Regions from separate parts of the Rattus norvegicus genome. Here all the other regions are linked to region 1. Evidence: chromatin contacts called from public Hi-C data. All regions are on one chromosome and are shown on one strand. Each heading gives the region's core, a stretch centred on a gene start, on an enhancer-like site or on the middle of the called end of the contact. The rest is flanking DNA. Distances are from core to core; before and after follow the strand shown. Region 1 holds the start of Kcnk5 (potassium two pore domain channel subfamily K member 5). Region 2 has its middle 18 kb from the start of Kcnk16. Region 3 has its middle 48 kb from the start of Saysd1. Region 4 has its middle 35 kb from the start of Kcnk16.

Region 1 (3,137 bases), core at 374-2,873:
AAGATAAAGATGGGTTTGTTCCCATTTTACAAAACAGGTTAACTGAGGCTGGACCGAGAAAGAAATGGGGAGGTGATGTCCACTAAATGTACCCGATCAGATCTGTAATGACTTGAACAATCTACTCCCTGCTTCCAGTTTAATCCTGTTATTGATAGAAGACCATGAACACAGGGATGGATGGATGGTTGGGGCTGAGCCTTCAAGAAACAGAGAGGAACCTCTGACCCCAAGTTGGCTCAAGGTTCCAGCTGAGATGGTCAGCCAAGTTTACCATGGTGAGGTCAATGGTCTACTGGGTGTGTGCACTCTCAGATAAGAGACTTCACAAGCCAACATCAGGGAAACTTCCCCTCACCCACGCTATCCTCGCACCCTAAAAGGGCACTACCTGGATTTGGGTGTTCATTTGTGCAACCTGCTGCTTTGACAAAGCTCAATTCCGATTCCTTGAGGGATTTATCAGTTTGGTAAGACTTCACGGAAGCCTGGGAGCGTCCCGGGCATTCCAGCCACAGGCCTTCCTCCGTGGTTCATAGGACATGTCCGAGCCCCCTGCCCCACTCAAAGTACAGCGACCGGCGGATATGTTTTTGCTCACAGCAGGTCTGGGGGCCCTCTGCTGTATTCAAGTTAAGAAAGGTCGAGCGGGCGCGGCAACGGCCCTGCAGCGGGAGGTGGAGACGCTAGGGGTGGCACCCGGCTCTGCTCCCGGACTCCGGGAGCGTCTCCAAGGAAAGATAAACTCCTTTATCCGCCCCACAGCCTCCCTCCAAAGAGGGGGGCACCCGCACACCCACACTGAGCCACCGCGGGGCCCAGTTCATGCTGGAGTCAACCCCGAATTCTCAGAACTTACTAGGTTCTGACCAAGTCTGAGCGCGTGGGGTAATCTCCCTGCCCCTGGACGAAAGACACAGATCTTTGCAACCTGACACCTAATTGGACGTTTTCTCCCGCCACCCCGGGACCTCTGGTTGGGGCTGGGGTGAGGAGGTTGTCTGAAGCTGTAAGAGGGAGTCTCCCCTTCAAAACCGCTATAGCCTCAACAGCTTCAGGTGCATGTGGGGGGTTCAGCGGCCGACGGCTCACCTGTAGGATCTTGTCCAGGCCCTCCTGACTCAGGCACGGAAACTCCTTGAGTAGATGCAGTTTCTGTGTATAGTAGTTTTTCTTGGCCTCCTTCCAGTGTGGCTCCTCCAGCACTTCGAAGATCGCCGCCCCGATGGCCAGGTAGAATATGATGGCCGAGGTGAGTAAGGGACCCCGGTCCACCATGGCTCTGGAAAGGCCACCTCCAGGAGAAAGAGTCCCCTAATTCCAGCAGCTCCGGGTTCACCCGTCCTGCAGCCCTGGACACAGCTGTTTGAATTTGGAGCTCCGCATGCGCAGTGCCCGGTACCCCCCCGCGCGCCGCTCCCGGGACAGTTGCTTGACCAAGTTGGCTCCCTGAGCGCAGGGAACTGCGAGGATCACGTTCACACAGGCCAGGGTGAGCGTACACCAAAAGGGGTCTGGGGGCCACGCCAATCTCTCGATCCTGAAGGGTAGGGTGAAACTCAGAACCCACACCGGGAGACACGTGTGCCGCCTCTCTGCGCGCGACAGTACGCCCAGCGCGCCTCCGCACCGCTCTTTAAGCAGCGCTCAGCCCGCCCGCGCCAGACCCTAAGTGGGTGGAGTCCAGCTCAGAACCCGCCCCGGCCCCGCCCCTGACCCCGCCCACAGCGCCTGAAGTCATTACACCAAGCACCGGGTTCTCCACGCTCCAGACCAAGGCGTCGTGGCCGGATCAGACTTCCACGACCCGCACTGTTGAGGCCTGCGGGACTCCGGTTGCGTATTAGAGATTGATATAATTAGCTAAAACGGCCGTGCACCTTACTGCTGAGGTCATAAATACATTGCCAGTGTTACTAGCCCATCCAGATGTTTCCCCAACCTTTCCTGGGCTCACGCACTTGCCTATCTACCCCGAGTAAAGGGATTCGGTCTGAGTTAGGATTACTGGAAACTAATCCCAACCACAAATGGGTGAAGAACCCATCCCATCTGTGTTCTCAGCCACATCTGAGAGAGGCGACAGGCAGCCACACCCACAACGCAGCGACCTCTTCCTTACTCCCAAGCCTACTTAAAATTACACCAGCTGGAATATCAACTGGAGAGACTAGAAATGCTTTCTGCTCAGTGATGCATCTACCAACAGGCCCGTTAATAGCAATAAACAGACCAGGTGTGGTGGTAGTGCGCCGATTTAGTCTCAGTCAGAGAGGCAGGTGAATCTCTCTGTACATAGGAGGTCAACCTTGTCTACATAGAGAGTTCGAGGCCGGCCAGGCTACGGTAGTAAAACCTTCTCTCAAAAATGAATAAACAAATTCTTGATAACAAGGAGATGTGAGTCCATCTGTCAAAACACGTCTGGGCCATTTCTCACTTTGCTTGCTTTTCTGAGCATTTATCAACCCTGGGCAGACTACATGTCTTTGTATCATAATCAGGGGTTGTCGTTAGATCCGGTTCCCAGGAAAGAAATGGAAGCCCTGGCAAAGTCATTTGGGCAGCCTCCACTAGCTCGAGTTAAGGGTGCTGACTTGTGTGCCGGAACCAGACTGCCTCTGACCTCAGGCCTCTGTGGAGACAGGTGCAGCCGAGGCCAGAGTCACCAGCACTACCCCCTCCCCCGGGCCTTTTCCTTTCGTGGTAATTAATCTTCGCAGGCCAAGAATTGCGAGAAGGTTATCTGTGGATCTCCAGATCTTGCTGCAGCTGCTGAGCTAAGGATGAATCTATACTGCTGACCAATCAGTCACTCAGACAGGGTCTCACTAGGTAGCCCTGGCTGCCCTGGAACTCACTATGCAGACCAAGCTGGCCTTGAACCCACAGAGATCCACCTACCTCTGCTTCCCAAGTGTTGAAATTAAAGACAAGGCTCTGGCCCTCAAGTGTTGCTGGTAGATCTTGTTTGACGATTGTGAACGTGCCCCAAGGGAGAAGTCTGAGCAGGAAACCAAGAAAGCCCAGGTTTCCAGGGCAGGAGAGGTGACTTGGGAGTTAAGAGACTGACCGCTAATGCGCTAATGCGGAGGACAGAGTCTCAGTTTCTAGCACCTACATGGCAGTTCACAACA
Region 2 (3,137 bases), core at 172-2,671, 61 kb after region 1:
GTCGAGTACTTCTGTGGCTGGCTCCTAGCACTGTTGGATACCTTTCTCCAGGCTGAAGATCCAGAGAAGGAGACTGGAGGGCAGGGGGGACTCAGGGGACTGAGGGGACTGAGGCCCAATGAACTTAAGGCCTGGTGAACATGTCCAAGTCTTCCTTGCAGAAAGAGAGAGAGGCAGGGGTTGGGGGGTTAGTTGGTTGTTAATGGGTTGGGTAAAGTGGGGATTCGTTGGGGTGAGGAGGCAGATATAAAGAGACTTTAGAGCCACCTCCTCTCTCATAGGTGGAGAGGAGATGCTTGACATTATAGGACATGAAGGACATCTCTCTGGACTGCCTGAAAGGACTACTCTGTATTTGCCATAGCCCTCTGAACCCAGGGCTTTGAACATGCTAGGCAAGCACTCTGCCGCCAAACTACAGCCCCGGCCCTCTTCTCACTTTTAGTTTTAGGATAGGGTCTTGCCAAATTGCCTAAGCTGCCCTTGAACTCAAGCCCAGGCTGGCCTTGAACTCGAAGCCATTCTGCCTCAGCCTCCTAAATAGCTTACAGATCTACGCCACCGTGCCGGACGTGGCTAGGATTTATTCATTGATTATTTGAGTTTGGGAGCAGTGCTTCTGTCTCATGGCATGCGTGTGGAAGTCAGAAGACAATTTACAGGGGCTGGGTTTCTCCTTCCACCATGCAGGCCTGGGGGCTGATGAGCTGAGGTCATCTTGCTGACTTTAAAAAAAAAAAAAAAAGGACAGTGTCTTACTATGTATCCCTGGCTGGCCTGAATATGTAGACCAGGCTGGCCTCAGATTCATGGAGAGCTGCCTATCTCTGTCTCCCAAACGTTGGGATTAAAGTTATGTGCCACTCTGCCCAGCCTCATGTTCTTGATGGCCTTAGCAACTATCGTCCCTCCAGGACAATTTCGGAGGCTAAGCCAGTGCTCCCCATCGTGTGCACATTTTTAAATCCTAATCCTGGAGATGGGGGGTGGGGGGATAAGGAGTTCAGAATCAAGGCCGGCCTGGATCCCATGAGACCTGATCTCGAACACTCGAAACCAAGCCCGAGCAAAACACGATGTGACTAACGATAAAGGTGTCTTAAAGGGAAGGGTCATGCCGGAAGCCATGCAGTCAGGACGGCAAGTGCTGGAGGGACAGAAGAGCGAGCTGCGGCTGCAGGAAGCATCTTGGAGCAGCTGTGGCTGGTCCCTGGGCCACATCTGCACACTTGGCCTACATTTCTTGGACTCTTCCTGGATGTTCCCCCATGAGTCACAGACGTCCAGAGCCCCTCATCCTGGCCAGCATGTGATAGTGTCAGCAGGGAGCCCCCCAGGGGCAGAGGCCGGTTCCACCCTGGCTACTGCCAAGAGGTCAGCGGAGATGCCACGTCAGCCGGATCCAAGCAGAGCAGTGGTTCCTCCGGCCTCGGTCCACCGACCTGGCTAGGAAGGCATGCATGTTTGTAGGGGCTGACGCACTGCTTACAGTCCTTTGCAAGCCTTAGTCATCAATCCTGGGAGATCTTATCTGTGTTGCAGAGGGGAACTGATGATCACTCGGAGTTTGCCTGGGGTAACAGAGCCTGCTAGGACAGAATCAAGGTTCCTACCCTGGAAGGTGGGCTGCACACCTGGTCCCGAAGGCCTGCTTCGAGCATCCTTTCTGTCTGTGGGCAGAGGGTGGCCACATCTGAGCCTGCCAGGAAGGCAGGGTGATCGAGTCCTCCTGCAGGCAGCAAGTCAGCCTCAGCCTCTCTGCTTAGCCTCTCCTTACTCCCCTGCCTCCCTCTATGCGCCCTTCCCAGTGGTGATCTCTTTGCTCTCCTTCTCTTTTCTTTTTTTTTTTTTTTTTTTTTTTGAGACAGGCTAGCCTCAAACTCAGTGTAGCTGAGGATAACCCACTCTGTGCTGTTGTGTTCTCAGGGCCAGAGGACAGGCAAGGAAACTGCAGGCGTGGGGAGGATGCAGTGTAGACAGTTGGGCTGTTTAAACTGAGCCTTCCGAGACAAAGGACGGAGGGGAGGCAGGGACAGACCATAGGTCCGCCCATGCTTCCCTCTGGCTTAAGGATCCAGTAGCTATCCAGGTTCTTGTTATACCTGTTTGCTGGATTGGCCCTGGGAATCATCTAAAGGCCCTGTGAATTCCCCTGTGGCGTCTGAGGGTGGAGGGCTCAGGAATCTCCCGTCCCCTCTGTCAATCCTTTCACCAATCCTGGGCAAGTTCTCCCTGGCCCGGCATTGCCTCTCTCTGTAGGTGACAGCCTCAGTTGTAGTCTGTTTCTGGATATGTATGTAAATTGTGACGTTAGAGTTCACTGTGTTCCCGTCTGGTACAATGACAGCGTGATGACCAGGAGCCCATGCTTCTTTTGTTACTGTGCAACCAATTTCACTCGCCATGGTCTCTAACTCATGCAACATGGCTGCTAGAGTTTCAGCCAGCAGGCCAACATTGCAGAAGGTGAGAATAAAGGGGGGAAGAGGGGCGTTCTTTATTTCCAAAGTCACATCGCGTAAGTCACATGGGAGGCAACCTATGGATGAACTTGAATTATCACCTAGCTGAACTCAGCTGGAAAGAAAGATGTGGAATTATTGCTTAAAGTCAGAAGTGTGGCAAGGAAGACCCAGCGACTGCGAAACGCAGCTAGCTGTCCTTGTCACAGTTCATAACCCACGTTTTGAGATGCTTTGACTCCCTCAGACACCTCAAAGCAACAGCTGACAAACAGAATTCCATGTTTTCCTTCTTGGCCTGGCCTCTGGTTTCGAGCCTTCAAGTTCCTCTTGGAGCAGTGTGAGCAGGTGGTGCCCATGCCCCCCCCAACCCCCCCCCCCCACATCGCCAATTGGAACGAGATCAGTTTGGTGATCAGAGCCACCCAAGCCATCCCGAAGAAGACCCACAGGGACGCAATACTATTGTCCCACAGAAGGTACTCTGGAGAAGGATCCATGCCTGGGGAACAGTGAGGTTAGAGAAGGATGATCTGTGGTTGGTTAGACAGAAACCAGGAGGCCTGAGTGTTTTGACAGCGTGTGTGACTGTGCACCACGTGTGTGCCTGGCACTCTTGGAGGTCAGGAGAGGGTGTCAGATCCTCTGGAACTGATAGTTGTGAGCCACCAGGTA
Region 3 (3,137 bases), core at 162-2,661, 54 kb before region 1:
TCCCATCGATGTTCACGTGTGCTGCCCAAGCATATGTGACCACTGGAGCCTAGACAACTTACCAGGGGCTGCGTTCTTAGAGAAGACTGACCTTTCCTTTGCTAGCAACTAGGAATTGCCAATAGCTCCTTGTGTAAGGGTGGGGTTTTATGACCAGCTTCCCTTCTCCATGTTGGGATTTGGGCTGTCTTGGGCTTGCACACACAGTTTCCTCGCAGTGAGACACCACTCCTGTGCTCTTGTGCATTCTTCCCCTTCTTTTGCAATGATCCCCGAGTCTTCGGAGGAGGCAATGCATACACATGTCGCCCTTAGGGCTGGACATTCCTCAATCTCTCATTCTCTGCACCTTGGCCAGTTGTAGGTCACTGTGTCAGTCAGCCAATAGAAGCTAAGAACTGAGAGATGCATTGATCTATGGCTATAATGATAGGTCATTAGGAACTGGCTTATATTCATATATAATTCATATTATATTCAATAGTATTATGTTCAGCAGAATAATAGTACCATGTTCTTCTCTAGGGCCTATGACCTGCCTAGCTACAGGTTGCCACTACTAGAATGGTGCCAGGAATGAATTTAATCTTTGTGGAATGGTCCTTAAATCCGATCCAAAAGTAGTTGTCTACTTTTTTTTTATGGTGGGAAAAGAAGCCAGAGCTTCACACGCGCTAGGTAAGTTAAGCGCTCTGTCACTGAGCCATATCCCCAGCCCTCACCATAGAAAGAGAATCTATACTAACTGAAGTAGAATAACAAAAGACAATTGCGGGAAGGGCTAGAGAGAAGGCTCGGAAACTAAGTACACATGCTGCTCTTGCAGACGTCCTGGTTTCTCCAAGCACCCATGTCACAACTGCCTGTAACTTCATTTCCAGGGAACCCGATGATGCCCTCTTCTGACATCTACAGGTACCTGCGTGCACATGCGGCCCATATCTGCACACGGGCACACACGTACACATTAAATGAATAAATAGTTTTTAAAATTATCGTGGGACTTTTTTTTAACGCGAGCTAGATGTTGCTTAGAAAACTAAGGAGGAACTAAAAAGAAAAAAAGCTAAACCTTGGGGCTATAAAGGAAGGGACCTTAGAAAACTAAGAGGAACTAAAAAGAAAAAAAACTAAACCTTGGGGCTATAAAGGAAAGGACCTCTGGGACCGGTGTTCGGGGAAGGTGAGGAAGGCGGTTGCTATTTTCCATTGTGTAGTAGAATTTGACTATCTGAAAATGTTTATAGCTATCACTTTGCTAAAAATAAAAGTCGATCTAAAAAGATTAAAAAAAAAAGTCCAGACCATACGGGCAAGACTGGGAATCAGCCGTTATTCCAGTTGCCGCCTGTCAGGGACCTGCGTCAGCACCTCCGGCGGCTAGAGGGAGCCTTGCTAGAGAAACTCCATCCGGCCTTACCTCGTGACTCATAGGCTCCCATTGTTCCATAGCCCTGCCACTCTCCCTCCGTGGGACGTGCGCATGCCCAGGTGGGGAGGGGGCAGCAGGAGTTTTCTGGTACCCTTTGTTTGCTGTGCTGCTCCACAGCTGTCCCCAGAGGTACAAGCTTCCTTGCCAAGTGTCAAGCCTGAGGCACTGAGTGCCAAGAAGGAGCGAAAACAATCTTAAAATACCCCCTCCCGACCTGCTGTGGAAACTCAGGGTCACACAGTTGAGTGAGACCTTTGAGATCAACTTGTCGACTTCTGCAATAGGTAAACACCTACTCTTAGGCTGAGCAACTTCAATGGCAGAAGACTCAGTACTTACTGTTGTGGCTAGAGTGCGAACTGAAAGTGCACCGCGGTTCTTTGCTGTAATAGGTTTTTGGTATTCCCTGTGGGGCAAGACTTTTGGGTATGCTAGGTCCTCTTGTATGTGTGGCAAACACTTCACTGAGCCATCTCCCCATCCCTTCCTACCTGACTTTTATATGACCATGCTATCTGCTCCTCTATAACTCAGTGTCATTAAAACTTTCCCCAGAGATCTCCAAGTACTGGTCAAAGTCTCTCTAACCCACCCCAAGTCTGTCCCCAGGCCATCAGTGACTATTGGCAGGGAACGGAACACACCGGGAGGGACCAAAGCACAGGCATGGGCCTCCCTGGGTCCCCTTCGCTTGGAGGACATCTCAGCAGCCATAGGCCCTTTGGCACTCTAGGATACTTCGACAGGCACTTGGCGTTCAACCTGAAGTACGGAAAGCAGAAGCCAGCCTCTCTCACGAGGGTCGCTTGTGACCACCACCACAGCATCTGCTTCCTGAAGAGCAGAACTGCAATGTAACCTTAAAAATCTATGATTCCATAGGCTGGCTTATGGAGAAATCCTATCCCATGGGTGGCTTAGCAGATCAAAGCACTTGCAGCCAAGCATGATGACGTTAGTCATCGTGTGGGTTGTTCCCTGACCTCCGCTCATCCCCGTGGCGCATGCGTGCTGCCTCCCACATACGCAAATAAACAGAAGGCAAAGATCCATAGTTCCAACTTCTCTACCTCCACCTCTCACTGTGCACTCAGACAGACATACAGACAGACAGACATAGACACACACACACATATATGAATAAAAGATCTTTTCCCTAAGTCCCCTTGTAAAGAGCCAAGTCCCCTGAGCTATACCATCCTAAGTTTGAGACTCTTCAATGATCTTCGAGATACAGCCAAGTAACTTTACCTGCTAGGGCCAGAGCTTTGCGTGAGACTCCGGATTCATCGGCATGGCAGATGGGTGTGCAGCAGGGTGTCCGATGGCATGACTGGTGCTACCATCCTGGTTCAGATGAGAGGATTCTGGGGTGGGACTGAAGGGCCTGACCTTTCGCTGTGGCCATGTCTGCCTAGCGTCATCAGTGTGTCACACCACAGCCATGGGCACCAAACGATCCAAACAGTCAATCCTTTTAAGCTGTTGAATGCCAACCATAGCGTCTTCCCGGGCTCATCAGGAAACACAGGTGTGTGTGGGGCACTGCCTTTTGCCTACAGTGTCGACACAGTGTCACTTGATCCTGGTGGAAAAATTGACCCAGCTTAATAATATATTTGTATAATTCAACTTCATTTTCGGAGACGGGATCTTGATACATATAGCCCAGGATGACCTTCCATTTATAATCCTACTTCAGCTT
Region 4 (3,137 bases), core at 287-2,786, 45 kb after region 1:
CCTTGGGCTGCAGCAGCTGTCATCTCTGGCCAGGCCTTCTGGTGATGAAATGTGCCCACCCTGGGTGGAGCCCGTCAGCCACTGCCATGGCCACCCCGCCCCACCCCTCCCCGCCCCACCCCTCCCCGCCCCACCCCTCCCCGCCCCACCCCATTAAAGAAGCTCGGAACGGCATGTCTCCTTGTGAGTTTTAACCTGGCCCAGAGCCCAGGGTCCAGGTGCAAGGGTGGAGGGTCAAGCAAAGTAAGGGAGCCAGAGAAAACCACAATCCCTAACCCTGCTCCTGGGAGGCTTTGAGACCTTAGACAACCCCTTCCCTCCCAGAGGGCTGTTTCCAGGTAAGTCCAAAGATCCCTCTCATCTTGGAGAAGTGCCCTGCTCTCACAGTCCTGGAGACCCAGGAGTCCCTGGGTCTTGCTCCTCACACATGTACTTGCTGCTAAGAAAATTGGAGTTTGGACTCAGTCCTTCCCTGTTCTTTCCTCTCCTCTTGCCCCCACTGCCCACAGCAGGATCACATGTTTCCCACCAAGGCCACTGTCAAGAATGACCTTAAGGTTTGAATCTTCTGCCTTTGTCTCCTCAGTTCTGGGCTCACAGATATTTACCCACAATGCCCACTTTCTAAGACCACCAACTGAGGCATACCCCCTACCCCCAAAACCCCTCTTATTTCCACCAGAACCAGGACCACTCTGTTCTAGGCAACACCAGCTCTTAAGGCATCAGGGTTCCGATGAAACCATGAAAACTTCACAAGTATTCTCAGACTGGACCGTGATGGCAGGCTGGGAAGGGACCGGGTATGGCTGACGAGAGCAGGATCTGGAACTGGCAGGGACACTGCATGCGTATCTATTCTCGGGTACATTCCCACGGAGTGGCTTGACCAGCAGCCACTCACCAGACCTCATTCCCGGATTTTCCGAGACTGCGCACAGCTCCTGCCTGAATCTAGAGACAGCCCTGCCATGGGGCTTCCTGCAGACCGAGTGTCCTCTAATCTCAGCTCAGCTCTTTGCTTCTGGCAACGGTGCCAGCGGCTGCGGTGACCAGTTGAACAAGGCCCAGCAGCCGCCCAGACTGTGTCAATAATCGTCACTCATTACTGTCCCTCTCCGTTTGCATCTCGAGCTACTGGGCTCACTCCAGAGCTGTGACTTTCCTATGGATGAGTCACCTACAGAAAGACAATAAAAAAATGGTGATTAAAAAGTACTTCGGCTGCTGGCGTCCCCACCTCTGTTTACGGGAATTCAGAGCAGAGGCACAGGTTCCTGGAGTATGTGAGGCAGGAGCCTTTGCAGGGGCCCTAGGAGACCATGTCCACCGAGTAGGGGTTTCTGAGGGCCAGGCCAGGGCCATCCTGTCAGAGTAGTGCTCCCAAAGGACAGAGGCCATGTCTCCCTTAGATTGGGGCTCCCCTGGAATAAGCTGTGTGTTCCTTATATTGAATTTGCTGGGGTTTGAGTGTAGGTCTCATACTCTGTCCCAAGCCTACTCTATGAGAGGGAGCTCTAGCAATGCTACCGGCTCTCCTGACTGGAACATAGCTTTGTCTTCACATCAGGACATGACCTTTCTCTTTTTCCTCATGCACACGCCCTTCTTTCCTGTCCCTTTTCCTTAGTCAGACCCCACAAGGCCGTACCACTTGCCTCGAACTCCTCTCCCCATCCCACCTGTGAGCTCTTCAGGCAGCCCTTGGTTGGCTCTCTTTTTCTAATCTAGAACCACCCGTACTCACTCACAAGGGGCAAAGGGCAAGGGTGGTAAACTTGGGAACTGCAGAAGTCCGAGCCAAAATAGCCAACCAGTCAGGACAAGGTCTGGCTCGTCCCTGCGCTGCCCTTTCCTGCTGACTACTGACCAGAGTCCAGAGGGGATGGTTCCGCCCCAGTGGGAACGAGGGTGATGGGGAAGACTCCGCAACCAGAGGGAGCAATAGCAGGAAGGATTCTGGGAATCCTTCTGGAGCAGTTCCCATCTGCCAGAGAGCATCTGCAGTCTGCTGTACCCGGTGCTCACCGGGGTGCAAAGTGTAGGTAGCCGCGTTGGCACACAGCAGCGGCGATGCGCATAGCCACCCTGGGGAACCTCGGGTGTTGAGGAATTCTGTGGTGTTTCTCCAACTTTTCCACCTACGTCAAAGAGGCCAGGACGCATGCCAGAAAGGGCTTGGCTCCACACAACCAACCCCAGATCCCCGAGAGAGTGGGCTCAGGTCCTCGTTTGCTGAAAGCCCTCAGATGGATTTTGCGTCCTGATACCTCACGTGCTTTTAACATAGTGATACATGTGATGATTATTTACATTTTTTGGGGGGGTTCTTTTTTTCGGAGCTGGGGACCGAACCCAGGGCCTTGCGCTTCCTAGGCAAGCGCTCTACCACTGAGCTAAATCCCCAACCCCTATTTACATTTTTTCATGTATTATTTTTTTAACTATGTGCACGCACGTGTGGCTACGTACTCAGGAGTGCAGGTGCCTGGGGAGGCCAGAGGTGTCGGATCCCCCTAGATGTGAAGTTCCAAGCAGTTGTGAGATGCCCATTGTAAGATGGGAACAGAGCCTGGGTCCTTTGCAGGAATAGCACGTTCTCTTTGCCATCAGTTTCTGTCGGGCTCCCACCATCATCATCATCATCATCATCATCATCATCATCATCATCATCATCATCATTGTTATCATTAGTATTATTATGTGAGACAGAGTCTCATGTATCTCAGGCTGGACTTAAGGCCATCCTCCTGCCTCCACCTCCCCCCAGCATTGGGGTCACAGGTGCGCACCTCCACCCACAGCTTATGAGCCCTGAAGTTGGAGCTCAGGGCTTCAAACCTTCTAGACAAGTCCTGTACCAGCTGAACGACATCCCCAGCCCTCTGAGTAATATCAGTATAAAACAACATATCCCCTACATTCTCTGAGTCCAATATCTACTAAGTGTGCCCCATCTTTTCCCTGTTTCTTTACTTTCCACCTTTTGAGACAAAAATCTCAGAGTCCAGGCTGGCCTCCGGCTCATTATGTAGCCCAGCTCGACCTTAAAGTGCTGCTGGTCCTTCTCCCGTCACCTGGGGATTGCTGGAGTTCCAGTCCTCCACAACCACTTCAGCCCCTCAAGAGGACTTATT

What was found. A called contact is a pair of places that touch in the nucleus more often than the background predicts.
Region 2: a Hi-C map of mammary epithelial cells shows a contact between it and region 1, with 2.7 times the contacts expected there. The contact joins the enhancer-like site here to the promoter of Kcnk5 in region 1. A contact is called at or near these places in 4 of 12 Hi-C or Micro-C datasets (Schwann cells, hepatocytes, kidney and 1 more).
Region 3: a contact with region 1 is called in a Hi-C map of liver, with 1.9 times the contacts expected there. The contact joins the enhancer-like site here to the promoter of Kcnk5 in region 1. A contact is called at or near these places in 6 of 12 Hi-C or Micro-C datasets (frontal cortex, hepatocytes, kidney and 2 more).
Region 4: a contact with region 1 is called in a Hi-C map of liver, with 2.5 times the contacts expected there. The contact joins the enhancer-like site here to the promoter of Kcnk5 in region 1. A contact is called at or near these places in 2 of 12 Hi-C or Micro-C datasets (hepatocytes and liver).

Annotation. Positions count from the first base shown.
Region 1 is chr15:4,170,111-4,173,247 of GRCr8, reverse strand. It overlaps Kcnk5 (potassium two pore domain channel subfamily K member 5), which reads right to left and starts at 1,623. Exons shown (of 5, transcript NM_001039516.2): 1 at 1,093-1,623. The coding sequence starts at 1,278.
Region 2 is chr15:4,108,460-4,111,596 of GRCr8, reverse strand. No RefSeq gene overlaps it. Among named protein-coding and RNA genes, the nearest start is that of Kcnk16, 18 kb to the right of the region's middle. Within about 2 kb of position 1,421, at least 5 of the 93 cell types and tissues checked have an H3K27ac peak or open chromatin away from gene starts, as enhancers often do. A contact at or near this core is called in kidney, where this site is marked.
Region 3 is chr15:4,223,850-4,226,986 of GRCr8, reverse strand. No RefSeq gene overlaps it. Among named protein-coding and RNA genes, the nearest start is that of Saysd1, 48 kb to the left of the region's middle. Within about 2 kb of position 1,411, at least 2 of the 93 cell types and tissues checked have an H3K27ac peak or open chromatin away from gene starts, as enhancers often do. A contact at or near this core is called in liver, where this site is marked.
Region 4 is chr15:4,124,685-4,127,821 of GRCr8, reverse strand. No RefSeq gene overlaps it. Among named protein-coding and RNA genes, the nearest start is that of Kcnk16, 35 kb to the right of the region's middle. Within about 2 kb of position 1,536, at least 8 of the 93 cell types and tissues checked have an H3K27ac peak or open chromatin away from gene starts, as enhancers often do. A contact at or near this core is called in hepatocytes and liver, where this site is marked.